3 separate regions of the Mus musculus genome follow, and regions 2 and 3 are each linked to region 1. A link is a contact called in public Hi-C and HiChIP or PLAC-seq data. All regions are on one chromosome and are shown on one strand. Each heading gives the region's core, a stretch centred on a gene start, on an enhancer-like site or on the middle of the called end of the contact. The rest is flanking DNA. Distances are from core to core; before and after follow the strand shown.

What was found. A called contact is a pair of places that touch in the nucleus more often than the background predicts. HiChIP or PLAC-seq counts read pairs in DNA pulled down with a chosen protein or histone mark.
Region 2: a Hi-C map of liver shows a contact between it and region 1, with 2.7 times the contacts expected there. The contact joins two enhancer-like sites. A contact is called at or near these places in 4 of 39 promoter capture datasets (hippocampal neurons, liver, neural stem cells and 1 more), 3 of 484 Hi-C or Micro-C datasets (liver and uterus) and 4 of 115 datasets of contacts at active chromatin or transcription factors (cardiomyocytes, extraembryonic endoderm stem cells, hepatocytes and 1 more).
Region 3: a contact with region 1 is called in an H3K27ac HiChIP or PLAC-seq map of extraembryonic endoderm stem cells. The contact joins two enhancer-like sites. A contact is called at or near these places in 2 of 39 promoter capture datasets (embryonic stem cells and liver), 1 of 15 datasets of contacts at CTCF or cohesin (pro-B cells), 6 of 484 Hi-C or Micro-C datasets (MC3T3-E1-derived osteoblasts, Sertoli cells, granulocyte-monocyte progenitors and 2 more) and 4 of 115 datasets of contacts at active chromatin or transcription factors (bone marrow-derived macrophages, extraembryonic endoderm stem cells, liver and 1 more).

The regions. Positions count from the first base shown.
Region 1 is chr17:86,712,123-86,715,176 of GRCm38.p6, reverse strand. No RefSeq gene overlaps it. Among named protein-coding and RNA genes, the nearest start is that of Epas1, 40 kb to the left of the region's middle. Within about 2 kb of position 1,421, at least 46 of the 459 cell types and tissues checked have an H3K27ac peak or open chromatin away from gene starts, as enhancers often do. A contact at or near this core is called in extraembryonic endoderm stem cells, hepatocytes and liver, where this site is marked.
Region 2 is chr17:86,493,485-86,496,538 of GRCm38.p6, reverse strand. It overlaps Prkce (protein kinase C, epsilon), which reads right to left. Exons shown (of 15, transcript NM_011104.3): 10 at 428-601. Among named protein-coding and RNA genes, the nearest start is that of Gm30284, 50 kb to the right of the region's middle. Within about 2 kb of position 1,483, at least 26 of the 459 cell types and tissues checked have an H3K27ac peak or open chromatin away from gene starts, as enhancers often do. A contact at or near this core is called in extraembryonic endoderm stem cells, hepatocytes and liver, where this site is marked.
Region 3 is chr17:86,533,664-86,536,717 of GRCm38.p6, reverse strand. The region is part of intron 10 of Prkce (protein kinase C, epsilon); the gene reads right to left. Among named protein-coding and RNA genes, the nearest start is that of Gm30284, 90 kb to the right of the region's middle. Within about 2 kb of position 1,542, at least 123 of the 459 cell types and tissues checked have an H3K27ac peak or open chromatin away from gene starts, as enhancers often do. A contact at or near this core is called in extraembryonic endoderm stem cells and liver, where this site is marked.

The DNA.
Region 1 (3,054 bases), core at 172-2,671:
GGGCGCACTAGGATCTATGTCCACTGGAAGTAAAGACTGCCTTTGCCAGAGAAATAGAGAATTGTCCATCCAAAACATGCAGACACACTAATTAGGCATTAACCTGAGTGCACCGGATTGCAAGTGTACAGGCTGGACACCTTGGATTATATTAGTACACTTCCAATGGGCGTGCAAAATAATACAGGAGCTCAAATACAGCTACAGTGGGAGGACCCCACTTCTCATGCTGGACCTCAGTTTTCTCATCTGTACAGTGGACCGATCTAAAGTTGTCTCCTAATGTCCATTTTAGCTGAACCATTGTAAATAATCGAATACCTTAGATTTGCTGTACATTTTCCCATGCTGTAGAGGCAGTGTTTACATTTTGTAATTTAAATTATCAAAAGCTCAGGTTTGCACAGGAAGAATCTTATGCTGAAGAGGTTTATGAACATTCCCACAACCACATGCCTACGAGTGCAGGTGATGTGTGTCAGGATGTGAGTCTCGAGGGTGGTACACTTCAAGCCGGGGGGGGGGGGGGAAGGGAGGGGGAGAGGGAGAGAGATTGAGTTTGATATGGTTACATCTAACTTATCTGTCATATTGACATGCATTTTTCGAACACATAAATATTGAATATCACATCTAGATTTGCAAGCTTGGTTAGAGTATTACAGTCCTGGGAAGATATATAATTGTTCTGAGAAGTGAGTGGAAGATCATGGTGTCTTGATATTTTCAACCCATTTAACCAAAAAAAAGTATGAATACACAGAAGGAGAAGAGAAGATGTATATGCGAAAAATTATATAAGAGATTTGTAAGTTCCACCACTGAAGGAGGGTGAAGTAAAGAGGGTAAGGGCATTCACCTGATTCTTTTTTTTCAGCCTTCTCTTTTTAATATTATTTATTTATTTTTATTTATATGAGTACACTGTCACTGTCTTCAGACACACCAGAAGAAAGCATTGGATCCTATTACAGATGGTCGTGAGCCACCATGGGAATTGAACTCAGGACCTCTGTAAGAGCAGTCGGTGCTCTTAACTGCTGAGCCATCTCTCCAGCCCCTTTTCCAACCTTCTTAGGTTTGAAATTTCTGACCACAATAAAGTTGTGAAAAATAAAAATAAATTGTGTGTTGGCCATGGAAATGTAGCCCTCATGTATTAGAGTGGTAAATGTTTTTGAGCCAATATTTAAAGAGCTGAGAGAAGGTCTGCTTTGCTTTGGGTGTCTCCCCAAATGGTTTCCAGGAAGTAATCAGACCCTGAGGGCTGTGACCTTGTCAGTGGGTTCCTCCCTCGATGCATTCTCCGTCTGTAATCGGGTGGCATTCCTAGGATGGAATGGAAAGCCTCAGAAGTGAGCCCTGGTCGAGGGTAGCACGTCCCCTGGGCGTGTCCATCCCGTGGGCGTGTCCTTGGGAATTTGACTTTGCTGTGGACTCTCCTCTGCTTTCCTAGCACTAGGAGGTGAGTTCTGCTCTACCACACACTCTGCCTCTCTCTCCTCAGGCCCAGAGCAAGAAATCTCTGAAATGAGTCAGAGCAAGAAATCTCTGAAATGAGTTCCAGGACAACCAGGGCTACACAGAGAAACCCTGCCATCCAAATACACACACACACACACACACACACACACACACACACACACACACACACAGAGAGAGAGAGAGAGAGAGAGAGAGAGAGAGAGAGAGAGAGAGAGAGAGAGAGAAAGAGAGGGAGAGAGCTCTAAATCAAGGAGTCAAAATAAAATTTTCCGGTGTTTCTCCAAGGAATGTATTTCAGAAAGGAAAAGTATTCCCAGCTCGAGGGGAGGATGGGATGGGGCCTGCAGCTTTGTGAGTAGAGTTCCTTCGAGAATTCAATGGCTGTGATCATTGTCTTAACCCAGTGACTGCACTAAATGTCACAAAGAACACATTGTAACATGATGAGTTTTACATTGTATGAATTTTGCATTAATGCTTAAAAGCCTCAAAAGCAAGCAGACAAACAAAACCAAGACCACCTTTCTTCGCGCTATGCCAACTTTATGGATGAACTAAATTTTATTTACAAATATGAGATTTGTGGACAAATGTCAGCCTTATTATCTTTCATCTAAAACTGGAATCTTGGAAACACCCTAAATATCCAATGATAGAAAATGAATTAGCTAAATTCTGAGCTAACAGATGAGAGACTGTTGTGGAACTGGTGCAACGCATGCCTTAGAAGATCTATGATGGGTCGGGAAACATGGAGTTGTGATTCTGAGCACACATTGCTCTTGCAGAGGAGCTCAGCTCCGTTCCCAGGACCGCGGCACATGTATTACAACCACTCCAGGGAAATCTAACCCCCTCTTCTAGGTTCTGTGGGCACTCCACTCTTGTGTTCGAGAGCTTGTGAGTGTGCTCAGATATGTGCCCACACACACTTAAAAATAACAAATATAAATAATTCTAGCACCGAAGGGCCAGAAGCAGGCACATCTCTGTGAGTTCATGGCCAGCCTGGAAGATAGAGTTGCCAAGCATCCCGGGCTACAGAGAGGCTGTCTCTCAAAATAAAACCAAAACCAAACACACAAACCAACCAACTTCAAGTGCCATGGAGTGTGTTTATTGTACACTATTTGTGGAAAAGGCAGAGGATGTGTAGCATGGTGCACACTCATAGCGGGCACGTGTGTGTGCACACCGGGAGACTGACATTGGGACGTGGAGGCCCATATCAGCTAGTGAAAGCACAGTTTGTTTTCTGTTTTTTACACTTTTCTTGTATAGTTCAAGTTTTTTTTCTCTAGCAAACACTTGCTGCTTTTATCATAAAAATGAGTACAGTAAAAGTTACTCAAACAAACTTCGCCTGGATTTCCCTGTACTGCCTCTGGCTCTGGGCATCCTTCCCAGGACCTCTTCTCCTGCCTCTCCCCTCTCCTCACCCTGCCCAGATAAATAACAAGCAGATAAATGTTTCAAAGGTCCTCCTCTCATATGCTGCCCAATCCCAGCAGCAAATTAAAGGGACACTCTGCCCTGCTCGGAAGCCCAGGTCTTGTTGTGGCCCTGTAT
Region 2 (3,054 bases), core at 234-2,733, 220 kb after region 1:
GTTTAGATTCAACATCTCCTATGACATCACACAAGGTAGAAGGATGAAGGTAGCTTTTGCTTTTTTTTTTTTTCTTCTTTTGAGCTGAAGCAGCCTAGAAGCAATCTTACTGTTGATTGAAAAGAGCTGGAACCGGGTTTACACCGCATCTGTTGGTTTTTCCAATGAGTCAACACTGGGGTTGACCATTTGGCTTTGAGTTGCCACAATCTGAAAGTGCACTATCGATCTTTCATCCCTGCACAGACACACATATGGTGTTCAATCGAACGCCTATCTCTGCAAGGGTAAAATCCACTCCACCACACTAAGTCTTGGAGAGAGGTACGCAGACGGTCAAAAGTGGTTTCTGATAGCTTAGATTCTGTGTGTTAGATGCCACGATACTACCCAAGAGGTCAGCTGGCCAGCCCCTTCTTAAGCATACCTTGGTCTGGAAGCAGCAATAGAGTTGGGTTAGATAAGGGTGTTTCCGAGCCAGAGCCAAAATCCTCTTCTCTGTCATTGTGCAGTCCACATCATCGTCTTGTAGGATAACGTCCTTCTTCAAGACCTTCACAGCGTAGACTTCATCTTTGCCTTTGAGTTCCGCCAACATGACCTGCAACCAGTTTTAACACATCTGGTCAGTCTTCACACCCACAGAACCAAATGATGTCAAATATCTAAGTGTCAATTGTTTCTTTCTTTCATTTTTAATGAAGATGTTTAGGAAGCTAACATTTTAAACGTTTAGGGAAACTACCTAAGGGGTTTTTTTTTTTTAAATCTCTGGCACAGTGCTCAGGTAAGAGAAGTTTAATGCACAGGGGCTAATTATTCATATCTTCATCTCCACTAGTGATACTGTAATTATCAGAGAACAAATGTAGCGTGCTTCCTATCTCTCCCTTGTATCTTTCTCTTCTCGCCTTTTCCCTCTTTCTTCATTTCTTTTGACAGTTCCCACTATGTAGCCCATGTTGGTCTTGAACTCATGACACTTCTGTTTCATCCAAATGCTAAAATATTAGGTGTGCCCCACCATACCACACACACATACAGACTTTCAGAAGAAGCAATATGTTATATGTATTTTCCTATAAAGTCTTCATCTCTATCATGATTGCTGGTACTCAGTTCAAAGTAAATACACTATAATTGATTCTGCTATCTCCTTCATATTAGAAACAAGTTATACCCAATTAAGTTCTATATAAGTTGCGCTGAGTGCTTTTGGACACAATTTAAAATTTTGTTTGGCATTATATCCTTGAAATAGATAGTTTTAGAACTAAAGGGTTGAACATTTTACACACTTCCCGATTTTTAAAAAAAGACTTGTTTATTTACTTATATAAGTACATGTCTTCAGACACACCAGGAGAGGGCATCGGATCCCATTACAGATGGTTGTGAGCCACCACGTGGTTGCTCAGGACCTCTAGAAGAGCAGACAGTGCCCCTAACTGCTGAGCCATCTCTGCAGCCCACATTTCCTGGTTTTTAAGAGGGCTACTTCAGAGAATAGCGTCTCTGAGCATGGGGCCGCTTTCACCTTCCCCTTCTGTTGGCTTGCTTCCTCTTCCTTGACAAACGGGAGACATTACCCTGACTCTGCTTTCAACTTGCAGTCTACCTTCCTGGGAGATTTATTTTCCAGTCGATTCTCTTTGTGGGAGAGTTTTCTCCTCTGTCTAGTTATTTGGGGTTGTTACTTCTAAGTCGGTACACATAAGAGACATAAAGACAAACCTCTTGCTCTCCGCACTGGCCCTCCCTTGCCTGCTTCATGACAAGCTGCTGCTATCTTTTCTTACTGAACATAACCTCTTTATCTGTGTGTACTTAATCGTGCCCTGTGTTTGCCTTTACAGTTTTATCCACAGTGCTGCAGGTAAAGACACAATTCCTTCCCCTGAGGGCTTATGGGGAGTCTGTTTTCTTGGCATTTGCCTATCAGTTGGCGTTTTCATTTATCTCCAAATAGTTGCAGGTCATTCTCCTTCCTGGGAACTTTGAAGAATGCTATTCCAATGTTGCCGTCAAAGTAAACCGAACATAACCCAAGGAACTTGAGAGGGTGCGGATTCTGTCACCTACAAAATACAGCCTATGTAAAACGGGCTCCAAGCTGCTTGCGATGGTGTGATTTTGCCTAAGAAGCCAGCTAAGCGCTCAGAGTCTTCAGGACCCCTATCCTGTCTACCTTACGTGCAGACCTGGGAGTTCTGAGCATGCTCAGTTCCCTAGAATCCTGCTCAGATTCAGACCTAGCCCTGCTCATAGCCTAAGCCAGAGCCACACGTAAACCAGAGGCCTGGGGTCTGTTTCTTATTAAGCTAGTTTTTAAAGAATGTGATCGATTCAGCAGTTGCCATCTGAGGAAATTTCAGTAACCTCCCTGCCAGGTGATCTCGGGACAGATAGGGCAGGTGAGTGCCTGCAGAGGCAGGCCCTGTGCCTGAGGGCTTCACGGAGCCTTCCCTCAGAATGGCCTTGGAATGGTGAATTAGGCCTTTCACTCCTGGCTGCTTCCCAGAGCCCAGCACAAATGAGAGAACCTAACTGCTACACCAGGCACGGTATTAAGACAGACAAGGAGACAGATAGACAGATATCTGAAATGCCCCTCATTTTTCTGGGCTCTTTGCATTTTGCCAGGACCATCACTGGTGGGCACAGCCCCACAAGGCATAGAGTGCAGCAGAGATCTGGGGGAAATGCCCTCAAGGGCAAAGGCCCGGATCCACTACACAATTATCCAGCTCTCCTCTCACGTGGAGAAGAAGAGCAGAATGGTTAGCAAGCACCAGGAAAATCAGTTAAGGACATTCAGCTTCCAGAGTCCTACACAGCAAGGTTTGCTCTGAACCTGGAGTCCACCAAGGACAGACGCTCAGAGCTCATGCTTAAGGTTTTCCTACTGAGAAAGCGGGATTTCACATGGCTCTCTGCACAAAGGAAGAAATGTGCACATGGAGTTGACAGTTGGGAAGAAGGGACATGCTAACACATGAAACTGCTCAGTGTGGTCCCTCCCTCCCTCCCTCCCTCCCTCCCTCCCTCCCTCCC
Region 3 (3,054 bases), core at 293-2,792, 180 kb after region 1:
CCATAGACACTAAAATGTCATTAGCCAGTGGAGAATCTGAGGACCCACGCCTGGGACAGGTATTCACAGAGGAAGGGAAATTCTGTGAAGTCATTACAAATGTATCTCCCGCCCTCTCCCCGGGTTCCTATCGTGAGTTTGATAGGAAAGCGCTGCTCCCGTTCCTACCGAACAGGAATCACCCAGAAGAAAACAGTGAGACCTCAATCGGACCAAACACTTGACAAATTCTTTCTTGTCAGTTTTCAAGATGGTCAGAGTAGCACGGTAGCTGGGCTCTCTATCCTGGGAGCGCGGTTTACTTCTATTTAAAATAAAAACAAACAAACTCGGCCTGTTTCATAGAGCTCCAAACAGCTCTGTCCCCACCGGGTGGGGTTTAGAGCGCAGCTGCAGACACTGTAGTCTGCTTATGAGCTCAGAAATTATTTCAGCGTCTTCGTTTCAAACAGACAAAAGTAGGACCAGACAGGGCAAGCTTCTACGGCTCTGCTTTTTGAGAGCTAGTCCTACTCTTATTTTTCTTCCTGTCTAACTTTAGAATTTTGTATATGAAAGGAAATATTTGCCAATACTGGAAACCAGAAGCTTCAGAGTGTATCCTTCTAGAACGGCACCCGTTTGGTCACCTCGCTCAGTTAAACTATTTTAGGTCTCCAGTCTCCTCTTCCTGCCTGGATGAGTCACAAAGACCCACTTGCCTTGCTAACTACTCTCGCCACCTAGTGGCTGAAATGGTTAACTGCAAGATACTTGGTAAGGTCTGTAGGGAGAAAATTGTTCGCTTTTCTCCATTGGGCATTTTTTTGTTTTGTTTTGTTTTTTGTTTTGTTTGTTTGTTTGTTTTGCTTTTTCGAGACAGGGTTTATCTATGTAGCCTTGGCTGTCCTGGAACTCACTTTGTAGACCAGCCTGGCCTTGAACTCAGAAATCTGCCTGCCTGTACCTCCCAAGTGCTGGGATTAAAGGCGTGAGCCACCACTGCCCGGCCCCTTTAGCCATTCTTAATGTGAATGCTAAGAATCTATCTAGTAAGATGGAGAAACTGCTTGAATATCTATGCATTTTGTTTAAGTGCATAACATGTACATTAATCCTTCAATTTAGTGAAAAGGATACAGGAAATGAAAGGACCTATGGTCAGGAGTGGGAGGGGAAATGCAATCTGCCAGTAAGGAGAGCATTGCTGTGGGTCTCAGAGAACCCCAGGCAGCATCCTTTCCGGCTTTCCCGTTTACTGCTTAGTCCTCAGTTTGTGTCCTGTTTCTAATTCCCAAGCACAGCTTTAGCAATCTAGCGGGACGCTCATGACACACGGCCCGTGGCTTGCAGGAAGAGACTGACTGGATGGAGCAAGCCCATCCATGTGCCAGGAAGACCCACAGGGAGACCACAGCACACTCCCTGGCTCTCAGCCCTGCCTTCCATCTTGTCTTCAGCAGGAGCCTTCGTCTAGCTGGCTCGACTCACGTCCCCAGCCCTCAACAGCACTGTACTCCTAGCAAGGAGTATTTAACTGAAGAGTGAATGGGGGCAAGGTGCCAACAGGACACTCAGGACTGCCAGCCCTGTGCTGAGGTGACCAGGTGGCAGCCCCGATTAGGTGCCAAGGAGGCACTGAAATTTTCTCTAGCATGCATTTTTTTCTTTGTCATTCTGGGTATCAGACCCCGGTGTTCAGGCATGCTGGACAGGTGCTGTCCCATTGAGCTACCCCCCCCCCCCATCCTCAGAGCTAAGCCCAGGCCCCTGTCCACACTAAGCACAGGCTCCAGTACTGAGCTCCACTCCAGCCCGTCTACAGGAACCATTTTAAGGAAGGACTCAGTTTCCATAAACTGACTGAAAGGGCCTCTCTGGGACACTGGGCTAACCACAACATTGGCCAGGGAGGAATCAGAGACAATAAAACAAACTAATTTTTCAAAAACAAAAAACAAAAAAACCAAACAAACAACAACAAAACAAACAAACAAACAAAAAAACAGAATGAAGAGCAAACCATTACAGAAACAAACAAGCAGACCTTCTGTCTGACTGTAAGACTGACAGGTTCATCCGTGAATCCTTGGGTCCCGGGGATGAACACCAGGTAGACACCAGTGAGAGGGTAGAGGGACCCTGGTGAGCCCAAGGTCTTCTGGCTCTGAATCCTCTGCCACAGTGGCCTTCAGGGACCTGGGAGGCAAAGCCATCTTTGTGTGCCTAGCATGAGAGGGCACCACTGATCATAGTGGCTTTCCTGTCTCCCTCCAAAAGTCTCTCAGTCACAGTGACTGTGTGGTCACCTGGGCCATGGTGACTCTGAGACCCACTTCAAGCCTCATCTACAGTGGGTGTCATGACGTATTTGTGAGCAGCAATGATATTCCAGTATAGCAGGCTCCTGGGCTGTTCACACAAAGCTCATGAAGAGGCCAGCCTGTGTGACTTCACACATCATGACTGGAGCAGGAGGGCCTACACTGGTTATCCATTTTGTTAACTTCAGTTCTAAGGGGACTGGAAATACATTTCTGTAATAAACCACTATGTCCTTCAGAGAAAATATATGTTGGACCAAATGGCCCTTCTCTCAACTTCCAATAGTGAATAATTCTGAGCCCAAGAAATGTTCTCATATTCATTAATAAAATATAGAATATGCTGGTGGTTGGGGTGGTGGCACATGCATTTAATCCCAGCACTCAGGAGGCAGAGCAGGGAAATCTCTTGTCAGTTTGAAGCCAGTCTGGTCTACAAAGCAAGTTCCAGACCACTAAGGGTTATATAGTGAAACTCTGTCTCAAAACAAAAGCAAACAAAGAAATGAACGGAACACAGAGTGACTACCATTCAGTTTATTCACTCCGAATGTTTGCTCCCTTTAGATGGTAAGGTTGCAAATGTCCAACCCTGAGCGGAAAGCGATAAGGAGACCTCGTATATTAACCAGACGCACCGTCACCGGCATTCTGAACATTCAACAACTCTTGCTTGTTTGCTTCAAAAATAATTCAGATGCTGCCTTAAGCAGGCAGGTACGAGAGGCAGGCCGGTGGCCCAGGCCAGACA